Linked DNA regions of Mus musculus: regions 2, 3, 4 and 5 are each linked to region 1. Evidence: chromatin contacts called from public HiCAR-type, HiChIP or PLAC-seq and promoter capture Hi-C data. All regions are on one chromosome and are shown on one strand. Each heading gives the region's core, a stretch centred on a gene start, on an enhancer-like site or on the middle of the called end of the contact. The rest is flanking DNA. Distances are from core to core; before and after follow the strand shown.

The links. Promoter capture Hi-C pulls out the DNA fragments that hold promoters and counts their contacts. HiCAR-type assays count read pairs that join an accessible place to other places. HiChIP or PLAC-seq counts read pairs in DNA pulled down with a chosen protein or histone mark.
Region 2: a promoter capture Hi-C map of pre-B cells shows a contact between it and region 1, with 2.5 times the contacts expected there. The contact joins the promoter of Akr1b10 here to the promoter of Mtpn in region 1. A contact is called at or near these places in 1 of 39 promoter capture datasets (pre-B cells), 1 of 484 Hi-C or Micro-C datasets (B cells), 1 of 115 datasets of contacts at active chromatin or transcription factors (pancreatic cancer cells) and 1 of 9 other capture datasets (adipose tissue).
Region 3: a contact with region 1 is called in a HiCAR-type map of astrocytes, with 3 times the contacts expected there. The contact joins the promoter of Ptn here to the promoter of Mtpn in region 1. A contact is called at or near these places in 1 of 39 promoter capture datasets (hippocampal neurons) and 5 of 115 datasets of contacts at active chromatin or transcription factors (the NIH/3T3 cell line, astrocytes, embryonic forebrain and 2 more).
Region 4: a contact with region 1 is called in an H3K27ac HiChIP or PLAC-seq map of thymic regulatory T cells, with 8 times the contacts expected there. The contact joins the promoter of Akr1b3 here to the promoter of Mtpn in region 1. A contact is called at or near these places in 2 of 39 promoter capture datasets (the C10 cell line and pre-B cells), 2 of 484 Hi-C or Micro-C datasets (both in CD4 T cells) and 1 of 115 datasets of contacts at active chromatin or transcription factors (thymic regulatory T cells).
Region 5: a promoter capture Hi-C map of pre-B cells shows a contact between it and region 1, with 4 times the contacts expected there. The contact joins the promoter of Bpgm here to the promoter of Mtpn in region 1. A contact is called at or near these places in 5 of 39 promoter capture datasets (the 3T3-L1 cell line, the C10 cell line, the HPC-7 cell line and 2 more), 4 of 484 Hi-C or Micro-C datasets (CD4 T cells, CD8 central memory T cells and pre-B cells) and 2 of 9 other capture datasets (adipose tissue and liver).

Annotation. Positions count from the first base shown.
Region 1 is chr6:35,538,442-35,541,141 of GRCm38.p6, reverse strand. It overlaps Mtpn (myotrophin), which reads left to right and starts at 1,254. Exons shown (of 4, transcript NM_008098.4): 1 at 1,254-1,603. The coding sequence starts at 1,532.
Region 2 is chr6:34,382,852-34,385,551 of GRCm38.p6, reverse strand. Akr1b10 (aldo-keto reductase family 1, member B10 (aldose reductase)) reads right to left here and starts at 1,305. Exons shown (of 10, transcript NM_172398.3): 1 at 1,145-1,305. The coding sequence starts at 1,210.
Region 3 is chr6:36,808,809-36,811,508 of GRCm38.p6, reverse strand. Ptn (pleiotrophin) reads left to right here and starts at 1,330. Exons shown (of 5, transcript NM_008973.3): 1 at 1,330-1,615.
Region 4 is chr6:34,316,157-34,318,856 of GRCm38.p6, reverse strand. It overlaps Akr1b3 (aldo-keto reductase family 1, member B3 (aldose reductase)), which reads left to right and starts at 1,368. Exons shown (of 10, transcript NM_009658.3): 1 at 1,368-1,517. The coding sequence starts at 1,452.
Region 5 is chr6:34,474,954-34,477,653 of GRCm38.p6, reverse strand. Bpgm (2,3-bisphosphoglycerate mutase) reads right to left here and starts at 1,298. Exons shown (of 3, transcript NM_007563.5): 1 at 1,232-1,298.

The sequences.
Region 1 (2,700 bases), core at 5-2,504:
GTTGAGTTGGCAAGATGGCTCAACCAGGAAAGATGCTTGTGACAAAGCCCGATGGTGACCTAAATTCAGTCACTAGGACCTACATAAGAGTACTCTCCCACAAGTTGTCCTCTGAGTTTACACGTATGCACACTCATGCCCACATCAGTGCATCTGTACACAAGCACGTACGTATGCAATTAAAAAGAAATAAACCTACTGACACCGTTGTCTCAACTACGTGTTGAAGATTTCCTTCTGAGAAAAAAAAAGTTTTATTCTTTCCTTTTTATTTCCTTCTGGTGGATGTCCCAAAGAAACTGCATGGTTGAGGAAAGGGAGAAGAAAGGCCAAGAGTGGTAGTGGGAGAGAGAGGAGAAAAGACCAAGGGAGAGAGCCCCACCCAGCCACTGATGTATGAGAATAGGAATAGAGTTTGATGCCTAAAGGTAAAACAAACCAGTAGGTCCCACACGTATGCACTCAACAGGAAGCGCTAAGTGGGTTCAGAGAGCTCAACACAAGACCCGAGCACTGCTGCAGAGATGGCTCAGAGGTTAAGAGCACTGGCTGCTCTCGCAGAGGAGCCCGGCTTGGTTCCCAGCATGGCCCATATGAAGGCTCACCGCTGTCTGTATCTCTAGCTCTCTCAGATTTTATGCTTCCTCTTGCCTCTTCGGGCACTCGCACACATTGGTTCACATAAATGTATATATTCTGTCAAAACTATCATACACGTAAATGAAAATTTGGTTTTTGGTTTTTTGTTTTTGGTTTTGTTTTAAGAAGAGAGGTCACATAAAGTTGTGAAGGAAAAGTAGTGGTGAAGTGGAGAAGGGATTCAGGAATGAATTTGTTCAAAACATACTATATGCATAGATGAAAGTCTCAATAAAAATGTTTTGAGAGTGGGTTGGTTTTTTGTTTTTCCTCTTTTACTAGTTTAAAGTGGGATAGTAAGAGAGAGAGAATCTAAACACATTATTATTATTATTATTATTATTATTATTATTATTATTATTATTAGTTATTTTTAGAATTATTAGAAAGTGAGCCCTGGAAACTAACGTTCCCCTCTGTCGTGGAACTGGAGTGTCCTACTCCCATCCAACACCTCCCCAGGTTCAGCCCCTGATTTTCCTGACCTCCAGGAACATTCTACTCAGCCTCACGGCCCCGCCCATTGGAACCACGCCTCTACTCTGCCTTGGCCGGCCAGGATAATGCGCCTGCGCAAAAGTGGCTCTCCTGAGGTAAGCAGTCGGGGCGGGGTCCCGAGCAGAGCTTTCTGGAGAGAGGAAGAGGAAGAGGAAGTGGGAGGCGGGCCCTAGCGGGGCGTGAACCGGAAGTGTAAGCGTCCTGCTTCTCCTCAGCTAGGCGGAACCTGCTCTGCTGGGCCCAACGGCTGCAGAAGAACTTTCTCCCGCCCGAACCGTAGCCGCGACCCGCAGTCTCGCCCGCTCAGCGGCCTGAGGCGCGTCGCTTTCTCGTGTCCCCTCGTCGGGCCTAATCGCCGCTCCTGCCCGGCCCGCCGGCCCACCCCGCTGCAGTCATGTGCGACAAGGAGTTCATGTGGGCCCTGAAAAACGGAGACTTGGATGAGGTGAAGGACTATGTGGCTAAGGTGAGCGGGGATGCGCGGCGCTGATGCTGCGCTGCGGCGGGGTGGGTGGTCGTGAAGCCCAGGGCGTGGGGGACACCGGGAGCTGGGCCAGCTTGGGAGACTCGTGGACGCCGCAGGGCCTGGATCTGGGTGGCTCCTCGGTGCCAGGTAACCGCTGTGTTGTTGCTAAGGCGGCTGTGGCCTGTCCCAGCCCCGCAGGTAACGGGCGCCTGGTTGTCTCCCTCGATCGGCACGGGCCGGCCCTCTAATACCCCGGGTACTGCAATCTTTGAATGAGGCATTTCTCCATCTTGGCCTCGCACCGGGTTCCTGAGAAGGAAACCCGAGCAGTTCGAATCGGGAACGATTTCCTGAACGTGCGGCCTGGTGGAGATGGGGAGGATTCAGAGGATCCGTCACCCGTGAAATGAGCTGCCCCAAAATAGCCATAGTTAAATTTCTGAAACTTGGTGTCACTTCGCTCTGAAAGTCTTTAACTTGGGTGTGGCCTTTTTCCTCTCCACCACCACCACATAATATGTGTATGTGTGTGTATCGTTTGCTTCGAGTGGTAAGGTTGCCATTTGGCATCTGGGGTGTTGGGAAATCGGAGTAGTTTTCAAAAAGCCTTTTAACTTGGGGTACTCCATTATTTCATCTGAAGTCCGCGCGCGTGTGTAGTAAATAGTACTGCAGTCTGATCACGCTATGTTTGGGATATGGTTAAGAAACCCAAATTCAAAACCATACTTGGAGGTACTTGGAAAGTTCTGACCTGGCCTGCCTTTGGGTCTTAAATTGCTCCTTTTGTAATTGTAAGGAGAACTTCTATAGTTTTATTATTATTATTATTATTATTATTATTATTTTCCGAAAGTAGAATTTTGTGACAACTGTGAACATCTTGGTCCTCTTCAAAAAGTGTGAGCCTGCGGTCAAGATTTTAAATCTTAAAAGGTGTGAGCGGTGGCATCCTGCCTCACAGGACTTGTTTTAGGAAACAGGCAGAAGCAGGTTGATTGGTTGGTTAGTTTGTTTGTTTTTAACTACAGGATTGTACAAGGATGATAGTTTTTTCTCCACTTGATGCCTTATAATTTAGACTTTTCACATGTATT
Region 2 (2,700 bases), core at 56-2,555, 1.2 Mb after region 1:
GCCGCATATGTAGCAGAGGATGGCCTTGTCGGGCATCAATGGAAAGAGAAGCCCTTGGTCCTGTGAAAGCTTGATGCCCCAGTGTAGGGGAATTCGAGGGTGGGGAGGTGGGAGTAGGTGGGTAGGTGAGGGAAGAAGCAGGGGGAGGGGGGATGGGATAGGGGGATTCTGGAGGGGGGACCAGGAAAGGGGATAACATTTGAAATTTAAATAAAAAATAAATCTAATTTTTAAAAGATCATAAAACAGCAACAGCTGCGCCATCACTGGGACAAGGAATTGCTTCCAGCCACTCAGAGGCACTGAGGTCCAGGCTGAAAGCCCCGCCCCCCTGCACGCGCACTGCTGGCAGCACGGGCTACTCATCCTGAGCCCAACTCCTTTACAGTCTGCGTCTGCTGTTGAAATTCTGAAAGTTCATCTCTGTGAAGTTTTCCATGTGAGTTGATTCCCTGGAGATCTGCAAGTGATTAGTTATTGTTTTGATGGATGTGTAATTTCTGGCTTGGTCCAAAACCGTTTCACTAAGCATTGAGATGAGCCTCGGAGAAACTTGCCAGGTGAGTTGAACACAGCCAGGGTGGGACCTGAGCTGACTCTCGCTCAGTCTCTCTGCCACCCTGATCCTGCTCGGGCTTTAACATGTGGGAACTAGTGGGGTCTTTGGAAAGTGAACGTGCCTGGGCTGGGGTCTGAGACTGGGCTTTCACAGGCTCCCAGACTACTCTGAAGTAGGTAATGGGGTCCTTCAGCATGGGTAGCAAGGGCAGCTGGGTCATTTGGAGCTCAGCGTTCTCGTTCTAAATAATTCAACCAGAAATAAATACACAGCCAAAACTTGTAAACTGTGAAGTAATTCTGAGGAAAAGCTTGCGACGAGAATAACTGCCTGGAGATGATGGTTTGCTGTACTTTGTAAAAATCCAGGAACAGCTGGGATCCCGACACTTGTTAGGGAAGTTAGACGCCAGCTCTGAGGCCTGAAGCAGCACAAAAACTGAAAGCAACTTGGGTCAAGGCTGTAGAGTTCCAGCCTTACCCGACCCCAACCCCCACCCGGCAGGCAAATGCTATGCAAAGAGGAAGACGTGCCAAGACCTGTCCCCACTTGAAAAAAGCAGCTGCCCAAAAACTGCGCACTCACCTTCCAGGTGCCCAGGCCCACAATGGGCATCTTGGCTCCGGTAAGGAGCGTCACGAAGGCGGCCATGGTTGCTGCAGAAACGGTTCAAAGGGAACAGACGGGAGCCTTTGCCTAAATTAGGAGTCTGGCAACTGGTTCCGTGTCCTTGAGGAGACAGGCTCTTCTTCCTACTGGCTAGCAGCCACAGCCTGGGGGCGGGCACTGGCACAGGAAGTGCATTTCGGTTTTTCGTAGGGTTGACCAGCAGTAAACACTGCAGAATACTAAGTTTCCCTGCTGCAGAGTGCAAGGCTCCCGCAGCAGTGCCCGCACAGGTGTGTGGACAAAAATAACAGGCAGTGAAAGATGAATGCATAAGTTTATTTAAGGAAGGTCATTGCTTCGAGAGTGCACATACTCTAGGGGTCCAACAAGTTTTCAGCTAGGGAAAAAAAATTCAAGGCAAACAAGGAGGCATATAGCAATCATTCTGATATCGATTAGTACTGATAACCCACTACTGTCAGACTAGCCACATCAATTATTTCTGAAACCACTATTTCACTAGCTACAATATTGATAACAAGAGATATCGGTGGGAAATCAATTGACGGATGTCCTTGCAGAATTTTTTTTCAATTTTTATTATTTATTTACATTCCCGTCCCCCCTTTTGTCCCCCCTCCCAAAATTTTTCATCCCATTCCTCCTCCCCCTTGCCTCCGAGAGGGTGCCCCCGCAGACCTCCCCCTCCCCTGGGGCTTCAAGCCTCTCAAGGATTAGGCACATCTTCTCCAACTGAGGCCAGACCAAGCAGACCTCTGCTGTATTTTTGCCAGGGGCCTCCGACCAACCCGTGTATGCTCCTAGTTGGTGGCTCAGTCTCTGGGAGCTCCCTGGAATCCGGATAAACTGAGACTGCTGGTCTTCCTATGGGGTCACTCTTCCCTTCAGCTTCTTCAGTCCTTCCCCTAACTCAACCATAGGGGTCCCAGACCTCAGTCCAACGGTTGGGTGTATCCGCCTCTGTCTCTGTCAGCTGCTGGTAGGGCCTCTCAGAGGACAGTCATACAGGCTCCTGTCTGTAAGGACAACACAGCATCAGCAATAGTATCAGACCTTAGCGCCCTCCCATGAGATGGATCCCAAGTTGGGCCAGTCACTCTTTTTAATGTATGAATTTGAAAAGCAGTAATGTGAGGCTGGACCAAAGAAGAAAGAATCATAATCTCAACTTCCTTAACACAAAAGTAAACACAGAGTAACATTATGTGCGGTTATAGTAGCCTCTGTGTCAGGCGTGGCTGTGTGAGTGTGTAATTTCATCTGTGTTCACACAATTGCTGTAAGATCATGGGAGTAAATTGGTCTAGAAGTAGAGATTACCTATTAGTCATTTCGACATGATCTTTTACTACTAAAATTCTCCTTCTCCTCCTCCCTCCTCACCCCTCCCCCTTGCTCCCCACCCTCCTGTTCTTCCCTCATTCCTACTTCCCCCTCCCCTCCTCCTCCTCCTCCTCCTCCCCCCTCACCTGCTTCCCTCCTCCCCTCCCTTCTTTTCTTTCTTTTTGTTT
Region 3 (2,700 bases), core at 81-2,580, 1.3 Mb before region 1:
TGATGTACACAGGTGACACCAGATGAACACTCACATGGACTGTTTCATGGCAAAGATGAACTTTCAAACAGGGATGTGCATAGCCTGGGAGTTGGTCTTGAGGAAGGCATGTGCAATTTGTGTGTGGAAAGGTGGTTTAGCAGAAGAGACTGTAAAGAATACAGATCAGGTGTAAATGTGAATTTCTGTCCATTTTTTCGTTGGAGGGCGGGGTGGGGGGAGGGGCAGAAACGAAGATTAGTGGACTAAAAGCTCTACTCCTGCAGGGTCACCTTTGTCCCTCGATTACTCTTGGACATTGGTACAGGTAACAGCCAATAGAAGACTCCTAGTCCTTAAAACCACTTGCCATAACCAATGGCTGTAATTTTAGGAAAGGAGTGGTCTTAAGATGTGAGGGCTTAAAACACCCTACGGAATCCATAGGATCTGTAAGTTGAGTTGAAGAGATGTATCTTTGGTGAGAAATTGGAGCCAGTTTTATAATTTGACCGTGTTTGGGCAAATTGGGGTTTTACTCCATCTTTTCTGGTCAGTTTCTATGTGTGACTCAAAACTGTCACTTTGCTCTCCTTGGTTAAAGGAGAGGAAGGTCTCAGGAAGCCAGGAAGCCCACTCTAATTCTTACAAACCCCAGAGCTTGAGCCACACTGATTACCCCCCTGTGTTCTTTGCCAAGAGCATGCCACAAAATATGTGACCCGAAGGCATCGAAGAAGCCAAGAATGGAAAAATTCCCTAAAGGAAAGTGACATTTAATTGGGAAATTTCAGAGATCTGTCACTCCTAGTGACAACCCAGAAAAAACTGCTTTGCAGCTTTGTGACTGGAGGTGAGCTGCAACTGTCAGCTGAAGTTAGCAGGGACTCCCTGCAGGGAGGCCTTTAGGGGCGGAGAGCAAGGGACAGCTGCCTTTGCACATGGCTCCCCCAATCTCGAATAGAATATCGTGTGTGTGTGTGTGTGTGTGTGTGTGTGTGTGTGTGTGTGTGTGTGTGTGTGTGTGTTTAAAGCTGTACCAAAACTGTAGTTTAAAATGCTGTCAATTTTCCAATTAAGATATCCAGCTTGATAAGCCGAGCTATGGACCCATGGGAGGGGGAGAAAAACATGGTTCTTGGGAGTTTGTACAAAAAATATGGTGCTGGGTGGGTGCTAAGAACAAACGGTCTTATAACCCATGGTCTTTCTACACAGATCCGTTTGGGGAAAGACTGCCCCCAGAGTAGCCTGCTTTTCATAAGCTTCCCAATCAGATTTCGGGGGCAAAGCACTCCCCTCCTCCCTCGCACAGCCTGCTTCTTCTCTCTGCCCTCTCTCGTCCCTCCCATTCTCTATTTCCCTCCCCGGCAGGGTGTAGTTGAGTGAAGGCAGGATCAGGTTCCCCGCCTACCCGTCCAAATATCCCGCCAAGGAAGCCCCAGAGCACAAGAAAACCCAAAGTGGAGAGAGGGGAAGAAAGAAAGCACTGAGTCATCCATCCAGAAGGGGGGAGAGCAGAGCGCAGCCGCCCAGGCAGGAGCATCAGCCAGCGATACCTGGAGTCTGCAGAAACCTCGCCCGCACTTTGCAACAAAGGCAGCCAGCTAGTCAGCGAGGACCTCTGCAAGCCAAAGTAAGTGCAAGATACCCTGTGGTTTTCTCCAAAGGGTCTCTGGTGCAGTGTGCCTACCCCCCAAAGCCACTTTTCTGGTAGCCTGCAGTACGTGGAGGGGGTTGGAGCAGGAGAGAGGCTGCCTGGAGTCCGCTAAATAGGACTGCTTTTAAAAACGGACTTGCTCCAGAAGGCAAAACAGCCGAAAGGAAATTTTGGGGGGAATGAGCTAAGTAACCTAGCATGTGCTTGGATGGGAAGAAGGAAAGCAGCTTTTGGGCTGTGGAGAGTGCATGGGGACCGAATTCCTGCTACCTGCCAGAGCATGCAAAGCGCGGGAGAGGGCACATTTGTGCTCTTTGTAAAACCTGGAGCTTTGGTGGGTGTGTCTGGCCCAGTAGGCATGAGAGAGAAGAAAGGGTGTATCAGTAGACAGGTCTCATTTCCTACCTCCACTTCTCAGGTTGCCCTAGAGCTTGCCAACTGCCAATTGCTGCCCGCTCTAGGTGTGGTACATGCCTGGCAGCCTGCCCCTCCTGTGTCTGCTGATGGAGAAACATCTCCGCCAGAGCAGCCTGCACTCCCTAGCCTGCCCACGAGCCCAGAAACGCTTCTAGAAACAGTTCAGTCCAAAGTTTCAAAGGCACACTTTGGAGTCTACCTTTGCTTGGTTGGGATGCCAACTGGCATAGAAGCACTTACGTTTTCAGTTGTATCCAAATAAGCCAGGGTTGTGGTAAAGACGAGTTTGGCAGACACCCGGAATTTCTGAGGTGATATTCCAGTTGTTTCCATAATATATTTTGAGAAGAAAAGTCACTTCTTTTGTGCATAAAACATAACCTTTCCTCTCTTCTAAAATATGTGTGTGTGCATGCGCACACACACATGCACACACACACGCACACACACACACACACACACACACTTCTATGGGATCTGATGTGGCATATAAATACAAGAGCACACATGTAACTCACATACAGATTGCTAACTAGTTCTTGTCTCCTTAGTAATAAGGACTTTGGAGCTGTAGGAGCAGAGCGAGACTTCAGAAGTAGAGTGGGTGCCTCACAGAAGGAATGCACACTTCAGGGGAGAACAAA
Region 4 (2,700 bases), core at 119-2,618, 1.2 Mb after region 1:
AAGTAAAGAGATGTGAGCTGCCACACAGAGCAAGAGCATCACTTCACAAGACATCAATCAGCTCTTTGTGTTTGGACCCAGGAGGTTCAAAAGGCAGAGAAGTCTCTATGCCAAGAGGGATTTCACAGAGGACAAGTGGTGGGCGTCAGGTCACCTGTTATCTTACACAAACCAAATCCCCAGAACTAGACTCAAATTCAAATACTATTAATTAGAGAAAAAGTACACCAGAATTTCCACATGCCACCAGTTGTGGGGATTGGTTTTGTTAATAAAACTCAAGTGGAAAATATCTGTTCTTTATAAATTTTCCCTGGGGTGGGAGTGGAGAAGTGCCACTTTTTAAGAGGGCACCGACTGGAAAATCACCAGAATGGGATTTAGAGAGGTGGGGTTCCTGACTCATTACCTTGCAGATGCAGTTGTCCCTGTTGCGTAATCAGGGGGCAACTGGAGCATGACCCAGCAGAAGGAGACTGGAATGAAACAGACCATCACTCAGAGGGGTGTTGGACGAGTGCCAAAATTGCCGTCATAGTTCTTGGGGCAACTCAGATTATTTTAGGAAAAGTCTTTTGTTTTTCTACCTAATACAACTGATTTATTTCGTACCCCCTAACATGGAATCATTGCTGTATGAGAATGGACTTTTCCTACTATGGGATTGTTCACTTTTTTGTTCTCTGACTTTTCACTTTTCCTCCAGAGTTTAGCCAACTTATTATACTGGAACCTTCCGCTTAAGAGTCTTACTTTCCAAAATCACTTATGTGTGATCCAGAGATGAAACTTATGGGAGATCATAGCTTAACGGTTATGGATTTTTGCATCAAGTCTTGTTGAACCAGACTAAACATGTTCAGACACCGGTAGTGGTAGAAAGGTACTACAAACGGGTATTTCGTAGTTCTCTGCAAAACCGGTTGCAATCATTTTAATAGCGGGGATGGGAGTGCTTAAGTACACCTGAAATTTAACTTTTAATCTAAGGGGGGGGGGGAACGCTCTTAAATACACCTGACGCCTATCTGCTCCATCAGATTCAAAGCAAGATGTGTAAGATTCCAGAAGAGTGTCATTCTGAGATTAGAAAAGACACAGACGTCTTCTTCTGGGCTCGAAAACGAAACCAAAACTTCTCCCCAGTCTCCTTATCTCTAGTCTGCTGGTTATTTTCAGAGCTTTCCGTCTGGTGCTACAACAGCGGGCAAACACTGCCACGTGGGGCGCAAGCAGAGCAGCTGGAGAATTCCGTGCCGCTAGGACCTAGGGAAAGAAGCATCCTCGCCGACCCCTTCAGAACCGCGGCATCGACCAATCAGAAGGATCCGTCTCTCAGCCGTGCAACCAATGGCAGGCGTTCTTTCTACAGGCCGTTGGGGCTATTTAAAGGTGCGCGCCCGAGCCAGCGCTGCACATTTGCCGGTCCGGGTTTGTAACGTGCAGCGATCATGGCCAGCCATCTGGAACTCAACAACGGCACCAAGATGCCCACCCTGGGCCTGGGCACCTGGAAGGTAGGCATGCATCAGGGTGCGACCCGCCGCCCGCTGGGTGACCCTGAGCGGCCTGCGCGGAGCGGGGCTCGCGTGGCGGGGCCTGTGAGCGTATCTGGCTGCGGCCCGGCGTGTGGGGCTTCGGGCGAGCAGCGCTCGAGTCCGCGTGGGCGCCCCAGGTGGAGACACACCCACGGTGACCCGGGTGAGAGGGATTGAAGCAGAGCCCTAGATTTGTCATCTGGCACCTGTGGCGCCCCAGCCTCACGAGTGAATTGACCTCACTTGGCGCAGATGTTGCCCTCTCGGGAATGAGCCACTTGGGCCAATGGGCCTGAGATAATTAAATTAGCAGGCGAGAGCTTGCCAGGAACCAGCTTGTTTCTCTGTCCTCTAAGTCTCTGAGTGCAGTTCTTAATGGGTGCGGAACTCCTGGAGAATTAATCTGACTTCCGCGTTGCTGGGTGCCACCCACTAATAAGAAGACTTCAGGCGAGATATCCCCAAAACCTCAACACAACACAGCAGAGTTGAGAAGAGGGCCAGATACATCATAGTGAAATACAAAAAGAAAGAACCGATATTTAAAAACCAAAAATTATAACTGATTTGATTATTTGGCAACTAAGGAACCAATTTTTGGTGTTATTGCTGAAGCAGAAAAACCTAGCTCTTAAGCTACTTGCAGGGTAGTTGTATTATATATTATAGACCGATGCTGTGACCTCGATCTTTAAGAACCTTGAGTATGGTGGACCTGGGCACTTAGACACAGTGAAGGTAAGAGAAAATCAGGTAGGGTTGAATTTAAATGGTTTGAAACCAGACAGAGTCTGTTTCTACCCAAACTACAGTTAAAACAACGGGTAATGCAAATGGAGAATAAGAAACAGGTCATAGACTTGTCTTTCTCAGAACGTGTATCTAAGCCAGTAGATTAGCAAGTGCGGCTTTTGTTTCCTTACAGAGGGTCCTTGGTGACTGCAAAGGTATGATTGAATTACAACCGTGATACCAGGTTGAATTCGGTGTGGTGGAATGATAAGAAAGACGGTTTCCCTGCCATAGCAAACACAGCTACTGGACACAGCACACACAGGCACATGTAACTACAGTAGTTTTATAATACATGACCCAAATTATGGGTAGGATGATGATACTTTAATTCTGTCCCATTTCTCCAAAAACCAAGCTCATCGCTTTA
Region 5 (2,700 bases), core at 49-2,548, 1.1 Mb after region 1:
ACGATGTGGAAACTGGGCTGGAGAGATGGCTCAGTGGTCAGGAGCACTGGCTGCTCTTCCAGAGGAACTGGGTTCCCTTCCTAGCACCTGCAGGGGGGCTCATAGACATTTGCTCCAGTTCCGGGGGGGGGGGGGTGGTCCATGGACACTAGGCGTACACAGAGTACACATACATACATTCAGGCAAAAAAATCATACACATAAAACAGTCTTGAAAAAAATGTGAAAATTGGGCTGGAGAGATGGCTCAGAGGTTAGGAACACTGCCGGTTCTTCCAGAGGTCCTGAGTTAAATTCCCAGCAACCACATGGTGGCTCACAACCATCTGTAAAGTGATCAGATGTCCTCTTCTGGTGTGTCTGAATACAGCTACAATGTACTTATATACATAAAATAAACAATTCTTTTAAAAAAATGTGAAAATTCAGTTTTACAGACAAACTAACACGACTTTTATTATAGAAACGTTTGTACCTGCTGCTGAAATGTAACCATTTACTTTTTATTTCCTCCCGAAGGCGTCGGAATTCTGTTAGTTAATATTCTAGAACCATTTCCCCCATTCACGGGCTATAAACCCTTCCTAATTTGGGGGGGGGGGCTCCATCCTGCAAAGTCTAATAATAAACTTCATTACAATTTTGCATTTCTTTTGACTTACTGTAGTGAAATACTTGCTCCTACCCCTTAGCACAAAAAGAAATGACACTTTTTGGCCATGATAGTGGTGGTCGGGCGTGCACGCGTGTGTGCTGGGGAGGGGGTAGTGTTCCCCTGAACCCGGAATATGGTTCCTGAGACTCCTGAATATGCAACAACCTCTTTGCCTTCCATGATATTTCCCCCCTTAACTTACACTTTTAGGATCAAGGTCTGCCTTCGCCCTACACCTGCTTCCTTCCAGTGAATCCACTGGCTAAGACAAGTAGCCACACCTGAGCTATCCAGGAGGTAGAGTTTAACTTTGCTAAGCCACCATCACTACAGCTCTGGGTTCACACACCATCACTCCAGCCGACAGAACTCACTGTTCCTGAGAGATGCTCGCTGAGAAAGGGCCAGCTGAGAGCTGGGGTACTCGGGAGGGTCTCGCTTGAAGCGGGCATCAGGTTCCCACCAGATACTAAAGCCGGGCAAGGTAGCAACCGGCCTTCTCACGATAGAACAGCAAGCCACTCATGAAAGAAAAGAAATCCTCACAACTGTAACAATTACAACGAAGCCACTCACCTGCAAGGAAACTACCAGTAGCAGCCGGTCCTCGGTAACGCCGTGCTGCAGACGCCAGTGAGGATTCATCGCTACAGCCGGCATCAACGCTCTTTTGTAGCCTAGAAGCCAAAATGGTCAGAACCGATAGCGCTGGGTATTGGAAGACAGAGTTGTCACTCATTCACGGCCCCGCCCTCTGGCCAGCGACCAGCCGGAGGTTCTTTCCGGTTTCTCAAGTCCCTGGGGTAAGAAGGGAAGCTATGATTGGTTTAATGAGGAAACAGACGCACGGATAGACCAATAAGATGGTAGTTTCGGACATAGGCAGGCGGGCTTTAGTCGTAGAGACCCAAACCCCTGAGCATCGCCGGGGCAATGTTTGTGGGCTGCTAGCTTTGCCGTCCAGAGACCTGTTTGAAGTTCTCGAAATTGAAACACACCTGCTGTGAAAAGCGGGTCAGCAGATGAAGGGATACTTCTTCTAGTTAACGGAAAATTTCAGGTCCTACCTAGGCTGAACCCGGTAGATCCTCACGAAAGCTTGTTTGGCACGCCTGTGCGTCGAAAACAGAGATTAAAATGAAAACCTTTAAAGTGTCCTATTTACAGATAGTCGCTCATTCTTACTTTCTCCTAACATTATGAAGAGAAGAGAAGCGAATAATAGGATATCCTAAAAGTACAAGAAGGGCGAAGAGGTTAGAAAAGTAGAAAATGGTACACTACAGTTTCTGAAATTAAACCTATGAAAATGCCAGCTTGTCACTCGGGTCTGGTACCAGAGCTGGAAGCTACTAAGCAGGCTTGAACTACCACACAAGGTCTGAAACGTGTGTCAAAACGTGAATGAGAAAGATAAGAAATGTTATGTGTGCCTGAGCAGACGGGAAAATTCCCCTTCTTGGTTTCTGAAAGCTGTTCCACTTAGTGTCTTCTGAACTCACCTAGTTAATTCTATAAACAAGTCCAATAAGTTTGTGACCAGCTAATGGGTGCTCAGATCAGTTATTTAGGATGAAAATCTTGACACACCATGAACTGGTGTCATGATGGCCTGCTTGTAGCAAGCTGTATGTCCCATTTATGCATTTTAGCTCATGATAGTTGCAGCTACCCCTTTCTGAGAGAGCGTCTCTCAAGGACAGTGAGTTCTGTCGGCTGGAGTGATGGTGTGTGAACCCAGTGCTGTAGTGATGGTGGCTTAGCAAAGTTAAACTCTACCTCCTGGATGGCTCAGGTGTGGCTACTTGTCTTAGCCAGTGGATTCTCAGGTCAGAACAGCTGGAGAAGGAATCTGCCCAATCGTACACACCTGCCAACCTGTTCTTCCTCTTCTTCATGAGGGCAGATGGACCAGAAAACATTTCCGCTGCCCTGTAGTATCAAAGCTTTCTCCTCAGGAAGGGTAACGGCAGCCATGCAAAACCAATCCTAACAGCCATACAGCATTTGACATTTGAGGGTACTCTGAACCTTAGGATGCCTGC